Linked DNA regions of Sus scrofa: region 2 is linked to region 1. A link is a contact called in public HiChIP or PLAC-seq data. All regions are on one chromosome and are shown on one strand. The core of a region is the stretch at or near the end of the contact, and the rest is flanking DNA. Distances in the headings are between cores, read along the strand shown. Region 1 overlaps CUX1 (protein CASP). Region 2 overlaps CUX1 (protein CASP).

The links. HiChIP or PLAC-seq counts read pairs in DNA pulled down with a chosen protein or histone mark.
Region 2: an H3K27ac HiChIP or PLAC-seq map of skeletal muscle shows a contact between it and region 1. The contact joins two enhancer-like sites. A contact is called at or near these places in 1 of 47 Hi-C or Micro-C datasets (liver) and 2 of 2 datasets of contacts at active chromatin or transcription factors (alveolar macrophages and skeletal muscle).

Annotation. Positions count from the first base shown.
Region 1 is chr3:9,342,994-9,349,720 of Sscrofa11.1, reverse strand. All of the region lies in intron 1 of CUX1 (protein CASP), which reads right to left. Among named protein-coding and RNA genes, the nearest start is that of CUX1, 29 kb to the right of the region's middle. Within about 2 kb of position 3,985, at least 40 of the 83 cell types and tissues checked have an H3K27ac peak or open chromatin away from gene starts, as enhancers often do. A contact at or near this core is called in skeletal muscle, where this site is marked.
Region 2 is chr3:9,558,936-9,565,662 of Sscrofa11.1, reverse strand. All of the region lies in intron 8 of CUX1 (protein CASP), which reads right to left. It overlaps LOC110259890 (a long non-coding RNA gene), which reads left to right. Exons shown (of 2, transcript XR_002342308.1): 2 at 258-6,727. Among named protein-coding and RNA genes, the nearest start is that of SH2B2, 110 kb to the left of the region's middle. Within about 2 kb of position 2,717, at least 2 of the 83 cell types and tissues checked have an H3K27ac peak or open chromatin away from gene starts, as enhancers often do. A contact at or near this core is called in skeletal muscle, where this site is marked.

The DNA.
Region 1 (6,727 bases), core at 2,736-5,235:
AACCGGCAGCTGGAGGCAGCTGGAGGCGGCCATTCCCCCTCCTGCGGCGGGAGGGCGGGAAGGAGGCAGCCGCCCGCCCTGCAAGCGCAGGCCGCCCCCTCCTCCTCCTGCGGGGCTGAAGGGCGGGTTCTGAGCAAGGCAGAGACTCTCGACTGCCACAGACAGGAGAACTAGAGTTTTCTGGATGAAGCACCTGAGGCTCAAGAAAGCAATAACCAGCCCCGCTCCCTGAGGCAGGCGATGCTGAGCCCTGGGCCGGGCCACCTCCCCTCTGACACCCACGGCTGTCTCACTTGTGCGCCACTCGGGAGACACGCCTCCTTTCTTATTGTTCATTTATCTTTTTAGGTGTGGTCATGGCATTACGGTGTTCAGAAAAAGACAGTTGCATTGTCTTTTAGGGATACATACTGAAATATTTATGGATAAAGTGATGCGATGGCCTTTGTCAAAAGTCAACAACCACGCGAGGGTAGAGATGAAATGAGACGGGCTGTGAGCTGTTACCCGGCGGAGCCAGCGATGGGACGTGGGGGGGGTTCAGCATAGCTGCCTCGCTATTTCAGGGTATGTCTGGAAGCCTTCACCAGGAAAAATTTTCTTAAGGACTCTCCAAAATATCAAGCAGCGGCAATGCCAGCTTCTTCAAGGAGCGTTCTGCTACCATCCGGGTCTTTCTCCAAAAAGAGAAAGAGGAGATGGGGGCGGGGGTAAAAACAAAAAACAAAACACACAAAACTCTTCTAGCACTGTCTTTCAGACACTGCCCCATAAAACTCAGAGCAGGAAAATGGGCAAAGAAAAAAAGAGAGCAGCTCATTGAACAAGTTATCAAGTCGGCAGAGAAAACAAGCCATGTCAGTATTAGATCATTAAATCAGCATTCTGGCAAAAAACACTATTTCCAAACATTCTGATGACAGCTGGATCAAACCCGCCAATACTTGACAGCAATAAATATAGTTATTTGGGAAGAAAAATAGGGAGTGACCTTACAGTTCCACTGAAATATGCCAAATAAGGAAAGCTTGAAGCTGTAGGAAATGGAAAAGAACGGCTAATATTTGGCAAGCTTCCTTTATGATCAACAAATTAAAATGTTAAGGAAGCAATTTGTTGAGAAAAGATATTTTTAAAAGGAGCTGAATCATGCAGGTTCGGCCCCGGATATGGTCAATTGGTAATTTAAGATCATTTTTTACAAGTTAATGTTTTCGGCCCCCAGAAATTGCATTTTCGACAGCGCCGAGTTAATCATCACCCACCTCCCTCGCGGCTCAGGTGGAGGGAGGGAAGCCTGACTTAGTTTCACTGCAGCCCTGCCCTTAACCCCTGGTCCGCAGCCACTGCAAACTCAGCTGCCATCCAGTCACTTGAATGATAAGAGGATAAACAAAAACAGAGCCTGGAGTGTAGCTTTACGACTCCAAAGACACTCTGGATGCCAATCCATTTTCAATCATTAGCCATCTGACCTACTTTGAATCTAGAAAGCCTGACGGTACTGGATTTCTTCAAGGGAAGAAAGGTACAAGAGTACCGGTTTTCACGATCCATGAATAAACAGGAGGGCGTCCTTGTGATTAAAAGCCGTTCCCGTTCTAAGGGCCAAAGTGTACTTTCATTAAGGCGCCACAGTTCGCACGGGGGGGGGGGGGGGGGGAGATCGGGGCAGCTTTTATAAATAGTGGCTCACGTGACCACAAGTCACTGCAGAAGAGGCGGTCGGGGGGGAGGGGCCAAGAGGGGCTGCTGGCTTGAAAGGGGCCAGAAGGGGCCCTCTGAGACCTGACGGAAGTACAACCAACCAGGGCAGGCCGAAGTCCCTACAGTGGGATCCCCGCCAGCGCCCCCAAAACAGAAACCAAAACGCCGTGGGTGAGACTGTGGTCCACTTGCTTGCCAGAAGCGGCCTTCGCTTTGTCATAACCTTGAGGGATCTAGACACTGCATTTTTTGTAAATCTGTGCCCTGGTCGTGCACCCTACTCCTTGAAAACAGCTGAAGTACACTGTCCGGCTTGAGACACCCCTTGTTGCGGCATGAGCCCCGCAGCGCGCGGAGCTGCCTGCGATGCTCGCTCCCACACTCAGTCAAGTGTCAGACCTGGGGTCACTGATGCAAATGTGGGTCCCCACGGGACAGCACCACCCGAACGGCCCCAAGTGATCCCCCAGACAGCGCCTGGGGAATGGCTGGCCCTAAGGGGGCCATTCGGCTCCCGCAAGAACTACCTGCCAGCACCCAGGGCCAGGGGATGAGCCTGACAGGAGGAAACGTGGGACTGGGAGGGGACGAGGCCAGCTGCAGGCTGTCCGTTCGATTTATCACAAGCCGGCCCACCTGGAGGCCAGAACCTTCAGGTTAGTTCTGTCAGCTGGTCAAAGGCAAGGCCGCAGCTCGTCCCCAGCCAGAATGGAGACAAGAACCCCTCATCTGTTGGTGAAGCTCATGAAATAGCCTGCCTCGGGGCAGAGGGGGGCTCCCCTGGCCTCACTGAGAAGGAGGTCAGTTCGGCAGGTCTGGTGAGGCTTCGGGTTTAGTGTCTTCCGTCAGTTTGCACGTGGACGGCTAGTCGTACAGACACTGCACAGCTGGCTGCTAGACACAGCGCACCCTAGCCACCGTGCTCGAGGTGGAGCAGGCAGGAAAACTGAGGGCACAGACGCGGATGCACAATTCGCCCAACACGCAGGCGGACTCCACAGAGCCGCGAGGGCCTCCACGCCGGCTCCCGCAGCCAGACACCCCGCCCCTGGCCTCGGCATCCTTACTGATGACCGATCTCCAAAAATCACCAGGAACAGCTAAGGGGGAAAAACCCTGCCCCGTTCCCCCGCCCCCCAAAAATCCAAAAACAAAAGGAGCAATTCTGAAGCCTCCCTGCAATTCTGCGAAGCCACAGGAGGGCTATGTCGTTCCTGGTAATGGGGGGACAGCCTAGTCGGCCGGGCCGAGTGGGGCCGGAGGAGCTGGGTCAGCCCCTCCCACCTCCGGCGTGGGGAGACCAGGCCCTCTGCGCCCAGCACATCCATCCGCCACTGGTTAAGTCCCAGCCTCCTGCTTCACCTGATTCCAACCTCACGCTGCTTTATTTAATTCAAAACAGCTGATTTCAGAGGCGTTCATCTTTCATTCTAGTCCACATCATTCCAAAAGCCGACTATTAAGTAAGAGCGGTGAAAGGCCTTTCTGTGTTGAAAACATCTTTTATGTGTTGAAAGTGGATGAAAGCCATGCATTTTGACTCCTGGAAAAAAAAAAAAGCATTTCTTTTTATTTCAAGAGGTATTTCAAAACTATGACATTTATTGAATGCGGTGCCTATTCTATGCGTGGCACCGTGGGAGGTGCCGAGGCCCGAGGCAAGCACAGCCCCTGCGCAGAGAAGCTGACCCCCCTGCACAAAACAAAGACCCAGAGGACAGTCGTCCTGGGTGCGGCCAGGGCAGAAATATAGGGCAGCCCCGGAGTGCCCCAGGGGTCAGAGAAGGACAGATTCCACCCGCTGGAGGGGGTCGGAAGGGCTTCATTCAAACAGAAACAGGAACTTGAGCCGAGCAGGCCTGCAGAGGCAGAAGGGAGAGGATGGAGGAGGAGGCTGCTGGGGGGGGCGGGCAGGTCCGAACACCCAGGGGCCCGTGGGCTGCACGTGGGGGAGCCAAGGAGGCGGCAGCCCCAGAGCGAGGGGACACCAGGAGGTCAAGGAGGATGCGGAGGGGTCACAGGATTCTTCTGGCTGCAAGAAAGCAGTTTCGGTTTAAGGATGAAGAGGGAACCGGGAGAAGAGAGGTCCCTAGGCGCTTCCTCAAGCGCCCCGGCAGTGGCCCCGCGGCAGGGCCCCCCCGCCGCCCCAACGTCCCCACGCCGGAGAGGCAGTTGAAGTGGGGCCGCTTTGGAAGCCAGCGACCGCAAGGAGGAAGCGTTCCCTGGGCCTGCAGGAAACAGGTTGTGTGGCTGCGTCTGTCCGGTGGGAGAGGCCCAGCCCTGGAAGGGTTTCCAGCCAGAGGCGGTGAGGTCTGTCCGCCCGCGTCATCGCTCTGTGACGTCCCCTCCCTTTGCAGACCCAGGCGACTCCCCGACCGGCCCGTGTTTAGGGCCCTCGCTGGGGGAGTGGAGAACACTGGCTCGGACCAGCGACGACGGAGCTCAGAGAGCGCGGATGAAGACGCAGCTCCGATGAGAGGAACAAGCTGCCACGGAGCACTAACCTTCTGATGGGTGCGTATCCCAAGGACTTAAGACTGGTGGCGACTGGCACGCTTGCAGCTGACCTCGGGGGTCTCTTTACGCAGGGGGAGCACACGAAGTACCAGACTGAGCGCCGTGACTTAAATTGGGACACGCCCACTGTGCCACCTGCACACTGAGGTAAAACACTACCTCTCGCCAAGCCTCCTCTCCGTCATCCGAGGAGACCTGAGACGCTGCCGAGAAAGAATCCACAGCCCCCTAGGCGGCCCCTGGCAGGCAAGGCCACCGGGCCAGACGAAGGGGGTTCAGGATCACCGCAGAGGAATAAGGGGTTGCCGAGGAGACCGGGCTGCTGGGGCCCGGAGGGCAGAAAGGGCTTCTTAGGGAGGCAGGGGCTGAGCCGGGGGCTCCAAGGGACAGGGTCCCACCCTGCGAAAGGGGGAGAGGAGATCTGAGGCAGGAAGCGGGGCGTCCATGTGTTGGGGACGATTACAGGCGAGAGTCGAGAATAATGGGGTTGGGGGGACCAGGGCAGGAGATCAGCAGAGCCAGGCTGAGGCCGTTCTAGTCCCTGAGTGTGACAAGCCTCGGCTGAGAACGAGGTGCCACGTGGACACGAGCTGGGGCTGCCATACCTTAGTCCCCCAAGGACACCATGGTTAGGAGCTCCCATTTACAGAGCAGCACTTCACAGATTCTCCCTCTTTGTGGGCTTTTTTTTTTTTTTTTTTTTTTTTTGCCTTTTCTAGCGCCGCACCCGCAGCATATGGAGGCTCCCAGGCTAGGGGTTGAATCGGAGCTGTAGCCGCCGGCCTACACCACAGCCAGAGCCACAGCAACGCCAGATCCAAGTCACATCTGCGATCCACACCACAGCTCACGGCAATGCCGGATCCTGAACCCACTGAGCGAGGCCAGGGATCGAACCCGCAACCTCATGGTTCCTATTGGATTCGTTAACCACTGAGCCACGATGGGAACTCCCTTCTTTGTGTTTTTTAATAACCCAGTTAAGAAGGTCCCATCTTTTACCACCTAGTACCAGGCCTCAGGCTCCAAAGCCCACACACCTCCCTTCTTTCTGTCACAACCAAGGCCCCTGCACTATGAGGCCAGTGTCTGAGGCGTTTCAGGAAAAGCCTCTCTGAAGACAATTCCCAACATGTTCCTCCCAGGTCCCAGCCTGGCTGGAAGGAGCCCCCAAAAGACTGCTGTGAAAGACAAAACAGACGTGTCTCCTAGAAAACCAGTGTCGCCAGAGACGTAAAGCCTTCCCGTGTACGTTACATTTGGGATCTTGGAAATGTGTGACTTCCAGCCTCAAACTGGCAGCTTGACACCCAAGTTACCTCTGCTCCCTCGGGCACAGTAAGGTCTAGGCTTCCAGGAAGGGGGAGCAAAACAGAAGCCCACCAACGCTTAGAAGCCTTCTAGCCGCTGAACTAGGCACAGTAGCCTTAACAGACCAGAGAAAGCTCACAGCTTGGCCTCAAGACAGGCCTTCAGACTTCCAGCCTCAACCACCCCTCAGGGCAGGGAACCAGGGCCTTCTCAGGAGAAAGTGGGCACAGGCTCTGACACGTGGGGGGCTCCCCCCAGCAGAACACCTGGGCTGATCACTCACACTGAGGGCCACCAGTCGGCTGCCCGCAAGACCACCCCCCCCACCCCACCCCCCCACCCTCACCCCCACCCACACGAGCTTCCTCCATAAGCATCTTAGTGCCTTGCTCTTTGCAGAGGCAGATGATGAAATGGCACCAGACGTTTGAGGAAACTGAGACCAAAACAAAGACCGAAAAAAGGAGTAGAGACCAACCAAGAGGAGAAAGCGTAAATAAATTCAGGTCTATTCGCAAAATTGGGTTAAAAACATTGGAGAAAAGGAAGACCACATTTACTACATCACAGACAAACGTCCATTCCAGGATAAGGCCAAAAAGCAAGTTCCAGGCTGCTACCTGCAGAAGGATGACGCTGCTTCTTGATAAGGCTCAAACCCAAGCAAGAGTAAATAGTGGAGCATTTAAGCACAGGGACGTCTGTGATAAAGGCACATTATTTTAAGGCGATGACATCATAAACACAATACTGAGGACAGTAGCCAGTGTCCTGGATAGGGAGGCAGGGAAACGGGAGGGGAGGAGTGTTCAGGCCGACTCCAAACTACTGGTGACGGTGACATCTGGTTCTTGGGTTGGGGGGAGAGTTTACAGGTGTTAATCACATTATTACACTTTGTAACCAAAGTGGGTTACATGCAATTATCTACAAGTATTAAATAATATGTTTTCTTAAAGATTTGAAAAAGTAAAAATGAAGCTGGAGTTCCATGAGGAACCATGAGGTTGCGGGTTCAATCCCTGGCCTCGCTCAGTGGGTTAAGGATCCGGTGTTGCCGTGGGCTGTGGTGTAGGATGGCAGCTGTAGCTCCAACTGGACCCCGAGCCTGGGAACCTCCATATACTGCGGATACGGCCCCAAAAAGCAAAAAAGGTAAAAATGAAGCAAAATCCATACAGGGAACATGAAA
Region 2 (6,727 bases), core at 1,468-3,967, 220 kb before region 1:
CTGTGCTGCGCACACAGGCAGCCAGGCGGGACCCGGTCTTGCGAGAGGAAGGGCTGGTCTGCAGAGGCCCGGGTGAGAGGCAGGGCAAGGCAGCCCTGGCCTGGGACTGGAGGTGGGGGAGCGGGGGCCGTCTCCCCTCAATGATTCTTTTTCATTTACTTTTAAAAAGTAGAGTTGACTTACAATGTTGTGCCAGTTTCTGCTGTAATTCCCCTCAGTGATCTTTTCATTTTTTTTTTTTTTTTTTGTCTTTTTAGGGCCGCGCCCGTGGCACGTAGAGGTTTTCAGACGAGGGGTCAATTCGGAGCTACAGCCGCCGGCCTACATCACAGCCACACCAACGCAGGATCCGAGCCATGACTGCAACCTACACCACAGCTCACGGCAACGCCGATCCTTAACCCACTGAGTGAGGCCCGGGCTCGAACCCACATCCTCATGGATACTAGTTGGATTTGCGATGTGCCACGCCGGATGGGGAAGTCAACGGCCCAGGTGCAGCCCCCTTACTGGGAGCACACGGGACCCACACTCACCTCCCGGGGCCTCACAGACATGAGACCCGCGACCACCTGCTTGGGGGTGGGCGCAGAGAGGTGAAGAGACCCAGGGAAGTTGGGCACAGTGACAGCCCAGGAGGAGGGACAGCGGGCTTTGCAAACAGGAGGAGGAGAGCCTCTTGGGGTGTGTGTGTCGGGAGGAAGGCAATGACATCTGGTCTGTGTTCTGGAGGATGAGGCCAGGTCTGCTGGGTGGGGGACAGGGGGCAGAGGGAGGGACGACCAGACAGAACTGAACCTCTGCGTGGGGGCGCTGCTCAGCCCCGTAACAGCGTCCCCCCCCCCACGTTTCCAGGGCATCTCACTGCTCCGTGCCATGTGACTGCCAGTCTCTTCCTGCTCCCTACGGCTTCCTATCTCTTTCTCCTACGATGGCAGTGACCATCAGAGCCCTGTCACACAGCCAGGGTGACAGCGGGGGCCTGCCTGGTGTCTGATGTCACGGCCAACAGTTCACCGTCACACGGGCTGCTCATCTTGGACTTTGGGTCCATACGTTTGTCTTTCGTCAGCGCAACAGCCAACTGTTCCTATTTTATTCAGGCTTTTTAATAAAAGATGATTTCGTGAAGTACCATTTAAGCGTTTATGGAGCTAATTAAATGGTTTTTCTCCTTGACCCACGGAAATGGTAACTACGCGGACAGCCACCAGCCTCTGTTTGGTTCTGGGTCTTAGGCTTTTACCACGCTCCTGGGTTCTATTTGCTCATGTTTTATTTAGTATTTTTATCCACAAATATTCATAAATGAGACTGGCCTCTAGTTTCTTTTGCCTTTGTCAGGTTACGTTCTACAAACGACTGTGAAAGTGTTTCCTTCTCTCCGTAGACACAGGGCGGGATCACAGATGCGGTGGCACTGCTCTAGAAAAACCCGGGCCCACATCCCACCTGTACAGGCTCACTGCGCTGCCTGGCAGGCGAGCCCCGCACTGTCTGTACCGGGCCTGGCTCCCCCCGGCCGCCTCCCACCACCTCCCTTCCCAGGTCTGCAGCCTCCCAGGCCGGGGGCAGGGTCAAGGCCAGTCCTGCCTCAGGTGGCAGGTGGTGGGTGGTGGTGGGTTCCGTGAGCTGCTTCTCGGCTCCCTCCCTCCTGGTTGAACTCAAAGCATCTTTTGGGCCAGGAACCCTGCAGGGAGCAGAGGACTCTCTCCCATAAACACCTCGGCTCCTTTCCCGGCTTGGATTCTCTCGATTTTCCAACCCGACAAAGAGGCCTAAGTGCAGAGCTGTCTCCCAGAGCTGGTGAGCTGGGGTCGAGCCCTGTCAGTCCACTAGTGACACGCATTCTGGGCAGATTTCCTTCTGGAGCTCAATCGACACACACTCTTATGGACTCTTTCGTCTTAGGCTGTTCCTTGAAACCACCGCACCTGTCCGCCTGGCTGTCCCCTCTACTGAGATCCCCATGGGGGCCACTGTCGCCAGCCAGGCCCCGGCTCTCTGAGAGTCCCGGGCCAGCCCTGCGCCCCGTCGTCCACTCATTTATTTTCACTGCCCCTTTTCTGCCTCCGAGTATCTTGCTCGGATGTTGATCACTTGTGGGTTCACAGCCACGATCGCGGAGAACCCGGCCTGCGCTCACTGAGTCCCGGCTGACCAGCCACACAGACCTGCGACGCCGCGCTCAGGTGCTGCGCGAGGCGGGCAGCGGCTCACTGGCTGGTATTTTAAAGAGCGGAAAGTGCTGGACTGTTTGGCCAAATTGTAAATATGACTTTGAAGGAAAAAGTTTGTAAGTTGTTTTGGCAGCAGGGAAATAATTCGCTTTTCTTACCCCTTTTCATAGCCTTTGGACAGAAGGCAACAACCCCCCTGGAAGAAAAAGTATGTGCCAACCACAAGCTCTTGGACTGCACGCCGCTCAGCCCGGATCCCCGCTTCTCCCCCTGTGCCTGATGCCTGTCAGGGACCCAACACCGAGGGCAGGAAGGGAGGGAAGGAGAAGGTGTCTTCTGCGGAAGGGTTTTCCTGACAATCCCAGCCGCAGGGTCGGTCCCCTCACTGCCCACCCGGGTTAAGCCACCTCTGCTTTCGGGGGAGGCCGCCGGGCACCCTTCCAAGTCCCCGATCGGATGTGTCACCCCAGAGCAGCCCCACCCTGTCCAATCAAATCGAGAGACAGCTGCGGCGCTGGACTGCTACATCGGCCCCCCTGGACATAGTGGTTTTCACTCTTGTTGGAAAGGAAACTGTATGGAGAGACAGTTAAGTGGCCAGAAGGTCACCTCTGCCTGCTCAGAAATTAACCACAATTTGTTCCCTTTTATGACCACTATGTTTAAATTTAAATGATACAAGTAACCATTAAAATCAATTTTAGTTAAGGCTCATCAATCCCAAATGGGAAGAAAATTTCCCGTCTTGCCTCACTATTTAACTGACTTGTTTACATGAAATAAGTGAAATAAAATCCTCCTTTAGTTTAATCTGCGTCTGGCTGACAGATCAAGGGGCCCGCGACAGCCCACCCGGGGCATGTCCCACCTGCGCCAAGCCAGTGGGGCAGCTCTGCCAGGTGGGTCACTCCCCAGAGGGCGACCCTCAGTGTGATCAGAAACAGCCACCACCGTCACTCAGGCGTCAGTCCTCTCTGGGCAGGGACGCGGGACAGCTGTGGCTGGAGAATTAATTTACGAGGCAGCTGCTCCCGAGATCACTGAAGCCTTTGGGATCAAGGTCCTGATTCATCCGTGGATGCTTCTCGCCATTTCTCTAACGTTCTCCAGAACTGTTGCTTCTAAAGCAATGGGGGGAGCAGGCTGGATGTGAAAATCCCTTTCCCTCCCGAAATCAAGTGCCACGGGGTCATAAGCAGGATGCAGTGACGGGAGGTGAAACTAGGGGAACTGTAGGCTAGAGCCACCAGCGTAGGGCTGGCAGGGCAAAGGGGGCCCGATTCTTCGCCTGCCTTCTGGTCCTTTGACCTTGGGCCGAGCGTGGCGCGTGACAGCCTCAAAGAAACTGCCACGAGGATGACGTAACAAAACCGTAGACCACAACGACCGCACGCATTTCGTTCTCACGGCTGTGAATGGAAAGCAGGCTCTTTCCCTTCTGGGCAGAGTTAATTTTCACCCCCGAGGCCCCTAGAAGGTCATCACAACCACCGATGGAGCGGGCGCGGCTCCAGATCTCCGGGCAGAATCGGATCAAGCCTCTAGGTTCCGCTACGAACGGCCAGGAACGAGAGGACAGAGGAACAGGCCCAACTGCATCTGGAGAGGGTGACGGCAAGATCTAAAAGGGGGGGGAAACTCTTCAGGACAAATGAGCTGCTTTCCTTCCAAACAGACTGAAGGGAAAGGAAAAAGAGACAGCGGGGGATCTGCAGAGTGAATGAGACTCAGAGGCAGGCCAACCAACCGCAAGGCGGGGGTCTTATTTGGCCTGATGCACCCCCATTTTAAAACACCTCATCTGGGATGTTTAGGGGTAAATCAACATTTAAGTATTGATTTTTTGATGTGATAATCGAATGGTGGCTGCATGAAAGATGTAGCATCCTGGAGTTCTTGTCGTGGCACAGTAGAAATGCATCCAACTAGGAACCATGAGGTTGCGGGTTCAATCCCTGGCCTCGCTCACTGGGTTAAGGAGCTGGCGTGGCTGTGAGCTGTGGTGTAGGCCGCAGGCGTGGCTCAGATCCTGTGTTGCTGTGGCTGTGGTGTAGGCCGGCGGCCGTAGCTCCAACTGGACCCCTAGCCTGGGAACCTCCACTGCCATGGGTGCAGCCCTGAAAAGCAAAGCAAAAAAAAAAAGAGAGTCCTTAATGTGAGGCTTTACATGCTAAACCATTTAGAGATGAAAAGAAAGGGTTCTAGATGCCTCAGAATAAAATGGGGCTGGGGACGGGGCCAGGCGGGCCAGGCGGGCCAGGCACGGCCTGGCTGGGCTAAAAAATTTTTAAGAAGTATAGGGTGATAAAAAGCACAGACCACCTCAATCGTTTTGTGACCCTCCGTCACCGCTTGTCAACCCTCAAGGCAGCACGCATGACAACCGCCACGCCACGGCTCGCACAGAAAAGCGGTGACAAGGAGGCCCATGCATGGGAGGAGGCTGCAGGGGGCCCCTGGGCAAGAACACAGATTAGGAGCGGGCAGTCTAGCTCTGTCCGTCGGAGACTCAGTTCTCTGCTAATTTTTGTCATGTCAGTTAACCTCTCAGAATCTGTTTACTCACTCAGCAAAGAGGAGGGAAAAAAAGCGCCCGGAAAGAACGTGATTGAAAAATCATACATAAATATTCTTAGATACAGAAGAAGTGGCTTCTGGAGAGGACACCTGAGCCCCACCCTTCATCCCACCACCAAAGCGGCTCTCGGGAGTGTCTCTGCATGGGCCCTGGAGGGAACAGAGGCCGCCTCCCTCTGTTCACTGGGTGCCTGTCCCCCGGGAACTGGCGGAGGTTTCGGGATCTTGGGCAGAGGACACACACGGCCAGCAGGGCTGTGGACCCAGGCTGCTGCATCCGTACTTTCCGATCGCTGAGAAACGTCTTGGGAGGGCTGCCGTGTATAAACATTTGTCAGGCTCCCCTTCACGTCCTTAGGGTGAAACGTGTCAGGAGGCCTTTCCGGCGGCTGGAGCGCTGCTTGTCCACGTACAGCTTTCACTCTTTCAGAACCGCCTCTCAGATGGTTCCTTCTCCCTGTTGACTTAACCTGGAAACGCCCTGCCTACAGCCGGCAGGTGCGTCCGCTTCCGGGCCTGCACCTGCTGTCCTCACCGCTCCCGCAGGCACCAGCGGGAACCGCAGGCGGCGGGAGAAGGCCGCCCTGCTCGGATTCCCGGGCGGGCGAGGAGGGGGGCCCTGAGGCCAGGGGGAGTCGGGGCCACAGGGAGCATCCGACTAGGGTAAGTAAGAATCCTGCTCTGATTCCCGAACGTGAGGAATTCTAATTACCCGCTTCCTGCCCTGAGTACTACTTGGTAGGAACTGTTTAGAAAAGGTTTGGTGGCAGAGAAGCTAGAAACGAAGGATAAAAAAAGCCCTCCAGTTGCGTTCCAGTTATTACTCGCAGCTCCCTTCCCCTCCCTCCGCCAGGCCCAAGGCCCAGACAACTTCCTGGGCCCAAGAAGAGGCTCGGGGCTGTTCTCCTCTGATCACACCCACACCCTGGGGCCTCCCTGGCTACACAGCTCCTGCTGGTCCTACAAGCTGCTGCCAGAACTCCCCCCCACCGCCCCTGCACCTGGTCCTTCCGCAGTCACTGCAATGCTTGGCTCACCTGTGGCTTCAGGGGCCCTCCCAGCATCTGTCCACAGCCCCCACCTTGCAACTGCCCTGCACTTCAGGCAGCTGGGGCTTGTTTCCTTTACCCGCAGGGCTGGGAAGTGAAACTAGAGACCCAGGCTGCCAAAGGCGGCAGCGCATTCCGAGGAAAGCCAGCATCCTTCCTCTTCCTCTCACTGGCACCGAGAGTCTGCATTTCGGCAGCCTAAGTGCCTTTTTTAGGGCAACGTGCAAATGAATAATTCAGTGGTTCCTCCTCTACTGGTGAAGTGTTAGACAAACAATTCAGACGGGGCCAGACTTGCTGGCCCCACGAAGACGGTCCCTTCCCTTCGTCCTGACATCATCGGATTTGGCCATGAATCTTTAAGAACACCCTCCATCCTGTCTGATCACTAAAATACCACAAAGGAAGTTCACAATACTTAGAGGTAGGGAAAAAATAGAAAGGTTAATTGCCACAGAAAGTTTTCCCTCGTTGCCAAGCAAACAGTCCATCGGGGCGTCACCGTTAATAAGGAACTCTGAAAATCCTAGGCAGGGAATGCCGCCGTCACATCAGGTTACTGAGCCGCTCACTGAGCTTTTAAATCCCAATCCAAGCCTTACGAAAGTACCTTCCCCACGAGGCTCTGCTCGAACTCCCAGGTTTCACTCTAAGAGGCTCATTGATTCTGTGTCTTGTAGTAAAACCGCCTGGAATACTTTGGGGAGGGAGGTGTGATGCAAATTTGAAGTTAAACAAACCGCCTTCCTGGTTTCATTAGAGACTTCATTTTGGAAGGGATTCTTAGTGGACCAGCCAAACCTTCTTCATACGTTCATGGTTGGTTGGGAAACTTCAGCTGATGGAACCCCGGGGGCCCTCTGTCAGGAAGACACATTCGGCAAATAACTGCCTTACAGCTCGGCTACGCTTGTGACCCCT